Linked DNA regions of Mus musculus: region 1 is linked to region 2. Evidence: chromatin contacts called from public ChIA-PET data. All regions are on one chromosome and are shown on one strand. Each heading gives the region's core, a stretch centred on a gene start, on an enhancer-like site or on the middle of the called end of the contact. The rest is flanking DNA. Distances are from core to core; before and after follow the strand shown. Region 1 holds the start of Ppm1g (protein phosphatase 1G (formerly 2C), magnesium-dependent, gamma isoform). Region 2 holds the start of Gpn1 (GPN-loop GTPase 1).

What was found. ChIA-PET counts read pairs in DNA pulled down with a chosen protein or histone mark.
Region 1: an RNA polymerase II ChIA-PET map of effector CD8 T cells shows a contact between it and region 2, with 44 read pairs. The contact joins the promoter of Ppm1g here to the promoter of Gpn1 in region 2. A contact is called at or near these places in 11 of 39 promoter capture datasets (the 3T3-L1 cell line, cranial neural crest, embryonic stem cells and 5 more), 1 of 484 Hi-C or Micro-C datasets (Sertoli cells), 6 of 115 datasets of contacts at active chromatin or transcription factors (the 230-238 cell line, the SCID.adh cell line, bone marrow-derived macrophages and 2 more) and 2 of 9 other capture datasets (adipose tissue and liver).

What each region holds. Positions count from the first base shown.
Region 1 is chr5:31,218,507-31,222,033 of GRCm38.p6, forward strand. Ppm1g (protein phosphatase 1G (formerly 2C), magnesium-dependent, gamma isoform) reads right to left here and starts at 2,039. Exons shown (of 10, transcript NM_008014.3): 1 at 1,797-2,039. The coding sequence starts at 1,916.
Region 2 is chr5:31,493,264-31,497,356 of GRCm38.p6, forward strand. Gpn1 (GPN-loop GTPase 1) reads left to right here and starts at 1,478. Exons shown (of 14, transcript NM_133756.5): 1 at 1,478-1,620; 2 at 2,255-2,348; 3 at 4,048-4,087. The coding sequence starts at 1,510.

The DNA.
Region 1 (3,527 bases), core at 789-3,288, 270 kb before region 2:
ATCAGCAGAGGCCAGAAGAGGGCACCGGATTCAACCACGGGTTTTTTTTTTTTTTCTTCCGAGACAGGGTTTCTCTGTAGCCTTGGCTGTCCTGGAACTCACTCTGTAGACCAGGCTGGCCTCGAACTTGGCTGTCCTGGAACTCACTCTGTAGACCAGGCTGGCCTCGAACTCAGAAATCCGCCTGCCTCTGCCTCCCAAGTGCTGGGATTAAAGGTGTGCACCACCACGCCCGGCTTTTTTTTTTTTTTTTTTTTTTTTTGAACCACAGGTTGTTGGAACCTCCTTGACATGGGTGGGCACTGAGAATCACACTCTGGTCCCCTGTAAGAACAGCAAGTTGCACTTAGCCACCCCCAAGGCTTTCCTTCTGAAGCTATACTATACCCAGGTATCTCTAACTTTACCCAGTCATTACTACAGCATGCCACTGAGAAATATGAAAGCTGTGCTTCATCTTGACACCTATATAAGAACAGCTCCTATTGTCTTGAACACCTTAATACAATTCTTTGTATCAAGGTACAAGTACCCTAATCTTTCTAGGCCTCAATTTCCAAGCCATTAAATGTGGGCACTGAGCCAAATGAATAGGACCCTCTCCTTGCTGAAATTATTTATCTAGATTCTGCTGGATCTAGATAATGCTAGAGCCATAATCAAAAGCTGGTGAAAATAGCTTTTGAGTCTGAGAACAAACCATTTAGGTTCACACTGTCATTCCAGAGCTAACCACAGGGAGGAGCGAGGGAATTTGAGAGAAAAAAAAAAAAAAAAAAAAAAAAAAAACACCAAGGGAAACTATTTGGCTGTTACCTGTAGCCCACCTACTAACTGGATAAACCCTCGATTCCAGACATAATTAGAACTTTTCACTAGTCCCTTAGACTTCACACAAAATTGCTCAAAGACACCTATTCCCTGTTCATTGTAGTTTCACATCCATTTGCTCAACACTGTCAATCCAAATGATTGCTTTCCCTTTCATCCAAAGTGGACTTTTCTTTTCTTTTTAAAAGTTATTCGTAGATGGTGACAAAAAAGGATTGATGACAAGACTGAAAATCGAGTATACTAAATTATATGCAGAGGAAAATGACAACTCAGTAAGTTTTAAAGAAATCGAGTAAGAAAAAAAATTACAAGCATATTTCAAAAAATAAAAAATAAAAGCAAGCCTAGTGACAGACACGATTCCTTTCCTAAAGATCATAAAAGATTTCGAAAAGAATACGAACGAGTGACAATTCTCGAAGGTCAAGCGGGGCTTCTGAAATTAACATGAGGTGTCTAAGGCTAAAAGCAACTGAGGGTTAAGAATGGAAAGCACATTATTACCCGGGCTCCTTTTCGCCATCAAGTTTGTAGCCCCAAGAGGCCTGCCACATTACATATTTCAAGAATAAAAACGAACCAGTCATTCACATCTATTCGACCAATAAGCGAACAAATAACGAGTCTTCCCTCTTCCCTCTGACAACCCCATGCCGCTGGAAAAGCTGGAGGGCTGGGCTGGCACCAGAGGATGGCGCGAAGGTACGGAGAGACGGCGGCCAGTAGGCGGAAGGTGCCTCTTCTCACATGGCAGGGCTCCCGCAGCCACTAGCCATCAGGCCGCGGTCCCCAAGCTCTAGCCGCTCCCTCTCCGCCCGGATCCCGCGCTCGCCGCCGCCTCCCGCACCGTGGCTGCAGGCTCTCGTCAGGGACCCCTGCTTGAGGAGAACCCCATCCCCCTCGCTCCCTTTCTCTGTCAGGTTCCTGCCATGCAGTGGCCAGCCGCTGGGGCCCTGTCTCACCTCCATGGAGACGCGCCAGCCTTGCATGGCGGAGAAGCCGTAGGGCAGCGGGAGCCGCGGGGCGCCAACCCCGTCCCCGGAGCACTTCACCGTGTTGGGCTGAGAGAGGTAGGCACCCATGGCGGCGGATGGCTGGCTACCTGAGGAACAGGTAAGCGGGACGCGACCCTTGCCGGCGCCGGAGCCGGGGCCCCTGGGGGCGCGCGTGGCAAGGAGCGGGCCCGGCTGCGCAGTCGACGCAAGGTGCCGGCGAAAGGCGCGAGGCCGGCTAGGAGGCGGTAACGGGACAGGAGCGGGGAGAGGGCGGAAGCGGAAACCGCGCTGCTCCAGGCCCCGCCCTACTGGCGCGGTGAGCCGCTGCGGGCGGTCATTTCCTTAGCAACTCGCCCCGCCCTCGGGGACAACGGCCCGCCCAACCGCCGCTCCCGCGAGACTGGTTGCCACGCCCACCAACGGCTGGGGCTGGAGGGAGCCATGGCGATGTGCGGCCATCTCCACGCTGACCGTGCTTTAGCACGGGGCTCTGGTCTCAGCAGTTTTTGCCTGAAGTCTCTATTGTGTGGGACCTGGGGCTTCCAGTTGCGTTCTGCGGTTTTGTCAGCCCTGTCCCTCCCTCTCTCCCTCCACGCCCTCAGATTCCGACAAACCCCGCCGGATTCGGTTCAATTAAAGTTGACTAGCGTTTGTACTGCGCTTCCGCGGTCTTTGGCCAGGCTCTGTGAGGCCTGTACTGACAAAGGAAAACGGAGACCTAGGTCTGTGGAAAAATTCGAATTAATACAGGGTAGAAACTGTTTGGTGCAGTGCTGGGTGAGGCGAGAGCAAAGAGGCGGGAACGAGCTGCTTATCGCCAATGTAGATTTAAGACCCTCGGAGAAGGTGCCTGAGGGTGGCGTTTAGCCACGGGAGAAGGGAATACGGATACAAGGCTGGAGGACTGAGGAAAGTGTAAACTACATTGGGCTGGCTTATTGAGGAAGCTGGCTGGCCTCTTTGTGGAGAGCGATTCTAAGTAGGAACAGATCTAGCGATGGATGGATGGCCTAGCATCAAGATGGGTAATGTGGTCGTCATTGTGGTGGTGCCTGTTTTGCGTTTGTTAGTCTAATTCTGTGTGCACTGGACACCAGAGGAAGAGTCTGGCGGGTACTGTAACTGGTTAGAATGCTCTTAATCTGAACGTGATGAACTAAGGACTGGGGTGCTGGCCACGGGTAGTTAGGGTTGGAGGGACAATCCAGCAGGTTCTTTTCATTATATGGATTATATATAACGGAAAGGAGTAATTTCCTGAAAGTAAAAGAAAATCAACTCATTGGAAAGAACTGGGGACTAGAGAGCTGGCTCAGAGGTTAAGAACACTGGTAGCTCTTCCACATTAGCGGGGTTCAATTCCAGCACCAACATGGCTGTCTATAACTCTGGTTCCAAGGAACCAGACGCCCTCTTCTGGCACTAGGCGTCCAAGTGGTGCACAGACATAATACATGCAGGCAAAACACACATGCATAAATTTTAAATAAATAACAAAAAACTAAGCCCAGCATTATAGCTCATTGCCAGTAATTCCAGCACTTAAGAGGCTGAGGCAAGATCACAAATCCCAGGTTTCAGGACAACTTGGGCTATAGAATTAGACCCTCAACTCATAAGCAAATCCCAGAATTACAGTTCTTCTGTCCAATATTTTTTAAAGATTTATTTTTATATGTATTTTGTATGTATACTTTA
Region 2 (4,093 bases), core at 228-2,727:
ATTCCATCTCTGAGACTCACATGGTGGGGAGTGAACTAACTGAACTGTATGGGTACTGCCAGAAAAATAATGTTACCTGAATCCCTGCCAGAAAGTAACACAAGCCAGACAGTGGTGCCCAGAGAGGGCCTGAGTCAGGAAAGGAGAATCACTATCCATTTGGTATGGTACGTTGCTCACTGATCCTGGAGCTCATTAATTTGGCTAAGCTAGCTGGCCACTGAGCTCCAGGGATTCTCCCATCTCTAGCTCCCTAGCACTGGGATTATAGGCACAATCCACAATGCCTGGGCTTTTATGTGAGGGCAGGGGTCTGAATTCTGGCCCTTAAGTTTGTGCAGCAAGCACCTTACTAACTGAGCCCTCTCCACAGCCTGCACATGTCATAATAAAATGAGATATCTATGTATAGATATATACAAACTTTTTGTTCTTTAAGAGTTTTATCCACGGGGGCTGGTGAGATGGCTCAGCGGGTAAAAGCACCCGACTACTCTTCCGAAAGTCCGGAGTTCAAATCCCAGCAACCACATGGTGGCTCACAACCACCCATAATGAGATCTGACTCCCTCTTCTGGAGTGTCGGAAGACAGCTACAGTGTACTTACATATAATAAATAAATAAATCTTAAAAAAAAAAAAAAGAGTTTTATCCACTTTCCAAGAATGTCAACAAAACCCAGGGCCACCCTTGACTCCTAGCCCTTTACCTCACTCTTAAAGGGGACTTTTTAGGAGTTTTCTGGTTCCCTTGAGCCTTTGGTTCACCATCTTTTCTTCTTCCCTTGGACAAATAGCCATACAGATGAGCAAATAAGACATTGGTCACAGTCTCTGTCATACAGGGCTTTCCCTCATGAGGTTCGTCTCCCTTCCTCTACCCATATCTTCCGGTATTAATTATTCAGCCACACTTCAGCCACAAACGCTGTAAGGTTCTTTAGTCCCCTTTGCATTAGGCAATGATTGCCAGAAAATGTATCTTCCTCTGTTAAAGTACAGTATTCATGCTATCTTTCAAGTGTTACGCTAATTTTTACCTAATATTTTCTAGAACATAATGACGTTTAATTTTTTTCTTCTTCTTCTTAGACAATAAAATAAAAGGTAGAGCAACACCTTTGTTATAGGATCCTGACAGATCCTGGCTTGGGAATCCCACCTCATTACTCCCTTGGGGACACGAGCTTAACCCTTTCCGGGTCCTATCTCACTCCTGTCAACCCTTCCTGGTTCCCTACACTACCCCTCACTTGTGCAAAGCCACTATAGCATCAAAGTGACCCCTGCAAGTCAGATGCCAAAAGCCGGTCAGGCACCCACTGCAGTAGGTTCGAGCGGTTTGGATAGTCTGGCCAATCGCAACCCTAAACTCAGAGAGGCCGGATCGTTCGACCAATCGTAGCCCTGTACGCAAGAGGACGGATTTTCCTACCAATCGCAGCCCGGAATTCAGAGAGCCCGCAGGCCGCCGGGCGATCCCTGAGTGGTGGGCGTGGCTGAGGAAAGATGGCGGCGCCCGTGGCTCCATCCGAACCCCAGGCTTCCCGGGCTCCTCAGCCCCCCGTGTGTCTGTTGGTGTTGGGAATGGCGGGATCCGGGAAAACTACCTTTGTACAGGTGACGTGCACCGTGCAGAAGCGGTAGTGGCGCCTCAGGCCCGGGAAGAAGGGAGGAAGTTGTCTGGGGAATCTGCGGGTCCGGGCGCGTGGTTTTCTCGAGCTGTCCTCTGACTCCTTTCCTTCCCGAAGCCTCGAACCCTAGCCTGGGTCACTTGAGGCCGGCTCCTGGGCAACCTTAATGCACACTTGGTACAGCTGAACTTGTCTTGCTGCGAATTGGCAGCTTTCCGAAGGCCCGGGCCTAAAGAGTAGGGGAGTGTAACGTCTACTACTCTGGTTTGCGTGAAGAGTTGTGAAAGAATCACTTCGTTCGACCTACCACGTTCTAAGCTCTGAGAGTACAGCGGCAATGAGATCGACAGGGTTCTTGCTTTCACGGAGTGAGTGTTTTAGTGGAGGAGACAGAGGAAGAAAACCCTTGGAGGGGCAGAGTTAGCGAAGCCGTGACGGAGAATAGGGAGACAGGTACTGGAACTAGATGGCTTTTTAAACTCTTCAGTGTTGAACACGCTGAGGGAAGAAGGAGATTGTTACAGATTTTATAAGCATGGTCAGTAAAGGGATGGGAATTCTCGGGGCCCGTTCCTATCCTTTGGTCATCACCCTCCAACCCTGGCTCCTTGTTTTTGCAGAGGCTCACAGGACACCTGCACAACAAAGGCTGTCCACCGTATGTAATCAACCTGGACCCAGCTGTGCATGAAGTCCCCTTTCCCGCCAATATTGGTGAGTGCCTGCCTGCCTGCTTGCTTGATTTCCTTTTCTTGTCTTTTCTTTCTAAGCTAGCTAACTATGTACTTTTCTTTTCTGTGGATTTGCCTGAGTTCCGGAACAGGCTTCTTGCTTATGCAGATTTATCCCTCTTATGCACTATCCCCGCTCACCTCTCTCTCATGCCCTCGGTGTGTGAAACCGTTGAATTGGTTTGAGAATGAGACATGACATTAGGTCGGGCTGTCACCTGACACGTGAATCCTTTGGTTTCTTTTGTCAGAGTTTATAAGATTTGCTGTAATTCACTTTATAGGCAGGTTCCTTCCATTTCCAAAGTTGTGTGTGTGGGGTGTGTGTGTAAGAATATGCACTGTTCTGAGGAGAGCTTTCTGATTGAGACTATCAAAAAGATTTAAGTATTGGTGTGATCCAAGGGAGCCTGAGGCAGAATATTTAGAGTTCAGAGTCAGTCCGACTTGCATAGCCAGACCTCGTTTGGAAAAGAAAAGGTGGGCGTGGGGGTAGATTTGTTATCAAAGTGTCTGTGATCCACTAACAGGGCTCTTGGATGTCCAGGCTTCCTGACTCCTAGGCCTTAACTGTCAGGGCTAGGGTATGAAGCTTTCTTACCCCAAATACACAAATTGGGTAGGGAATCTTGTTTTGAGAATCATAGGTTAGGTCAGGCGGTGATGGCTCACGCCTTTAATCCTAGCACTCAGGAGGAAGACACAGGCAGATCAGTTCTAAGACTGCCAGGGCTACACAGAGAAACAAGAACAAACAACAACAACAACAAAAATCATTGATCATTTTGGGATTATAGGGCAACAAATTTTCTATTTAAACTAGAGGATAAATATGTGATATTATTAATTTACAGACTGGTGGGTAGGTTTGTTTTTATTCATTTTTATTTAATGTGTATGGGTGTTTTGCCACATGCGTGTCTGCGTCTGTGTGTGTCTGGTTCCTGCAGAGGCCAGAAGAGGGCACCAGGACCCCTGGAACTGGATCTACAGAGAGTTGTGAGCTGCCCTGTGAGTGCTGGGAACTGAATCTGGGTCCTCTACAAGAGCTTCAAGTGCTCTTAATCACTGAGCATCTCCAACCCCTGGGGGGTAGGTTGTAGTCGTTCTTAGTAGACAGGCTTATAGTTCCGATGTCTGTGAATTGCCGTCATTACCATGCAGCCACTAGTAAGAAGTCTTTGCTTATTTTGTTTTTGTATGTTGGTATTCCTGTGCATATGCCCACTGCCACTGAAATTGTCCAAAACCTGTAATGTTGTTCTAGACAGTATCTATCATAGCTAAGAGCTTTTGGCCTAACCTTTTCTTTGTTTGAGACAAGGTCTCTCTGTGTGGTCCTGACTGTCTTGGAATTGCTCTAGATTAGGCCAGTCTTGAACTCACAGAGATCCACTTGCCTCTGTCTCCTGAGCCCTCGGATTAAAGGTGTTTGCCACCACGCCCTGGAGCGAAACATTCTTCCTGGGGTACTACTTGGCAGTTATCTTTAGTCAGGAAGAAAGTGTGGAGGAAGGGATAAGAAAATGCTGGTAAGATACGGTGGCACTTGTACAATCTCAGCGCTCAGGAGACTGAGGAAGGAGAGCAGCTCGGGCCACCTGGGAAGCGCAAAGTCAGTCCAGACAAGTGAGGTCATGCTCTAAAGTAAGCCGTTCTCTCTTTCTCTCTTTCCCCCTCAGATATCCGAGACACAGTGAAATATAAAGAAGTCATGAAGCAGTATCC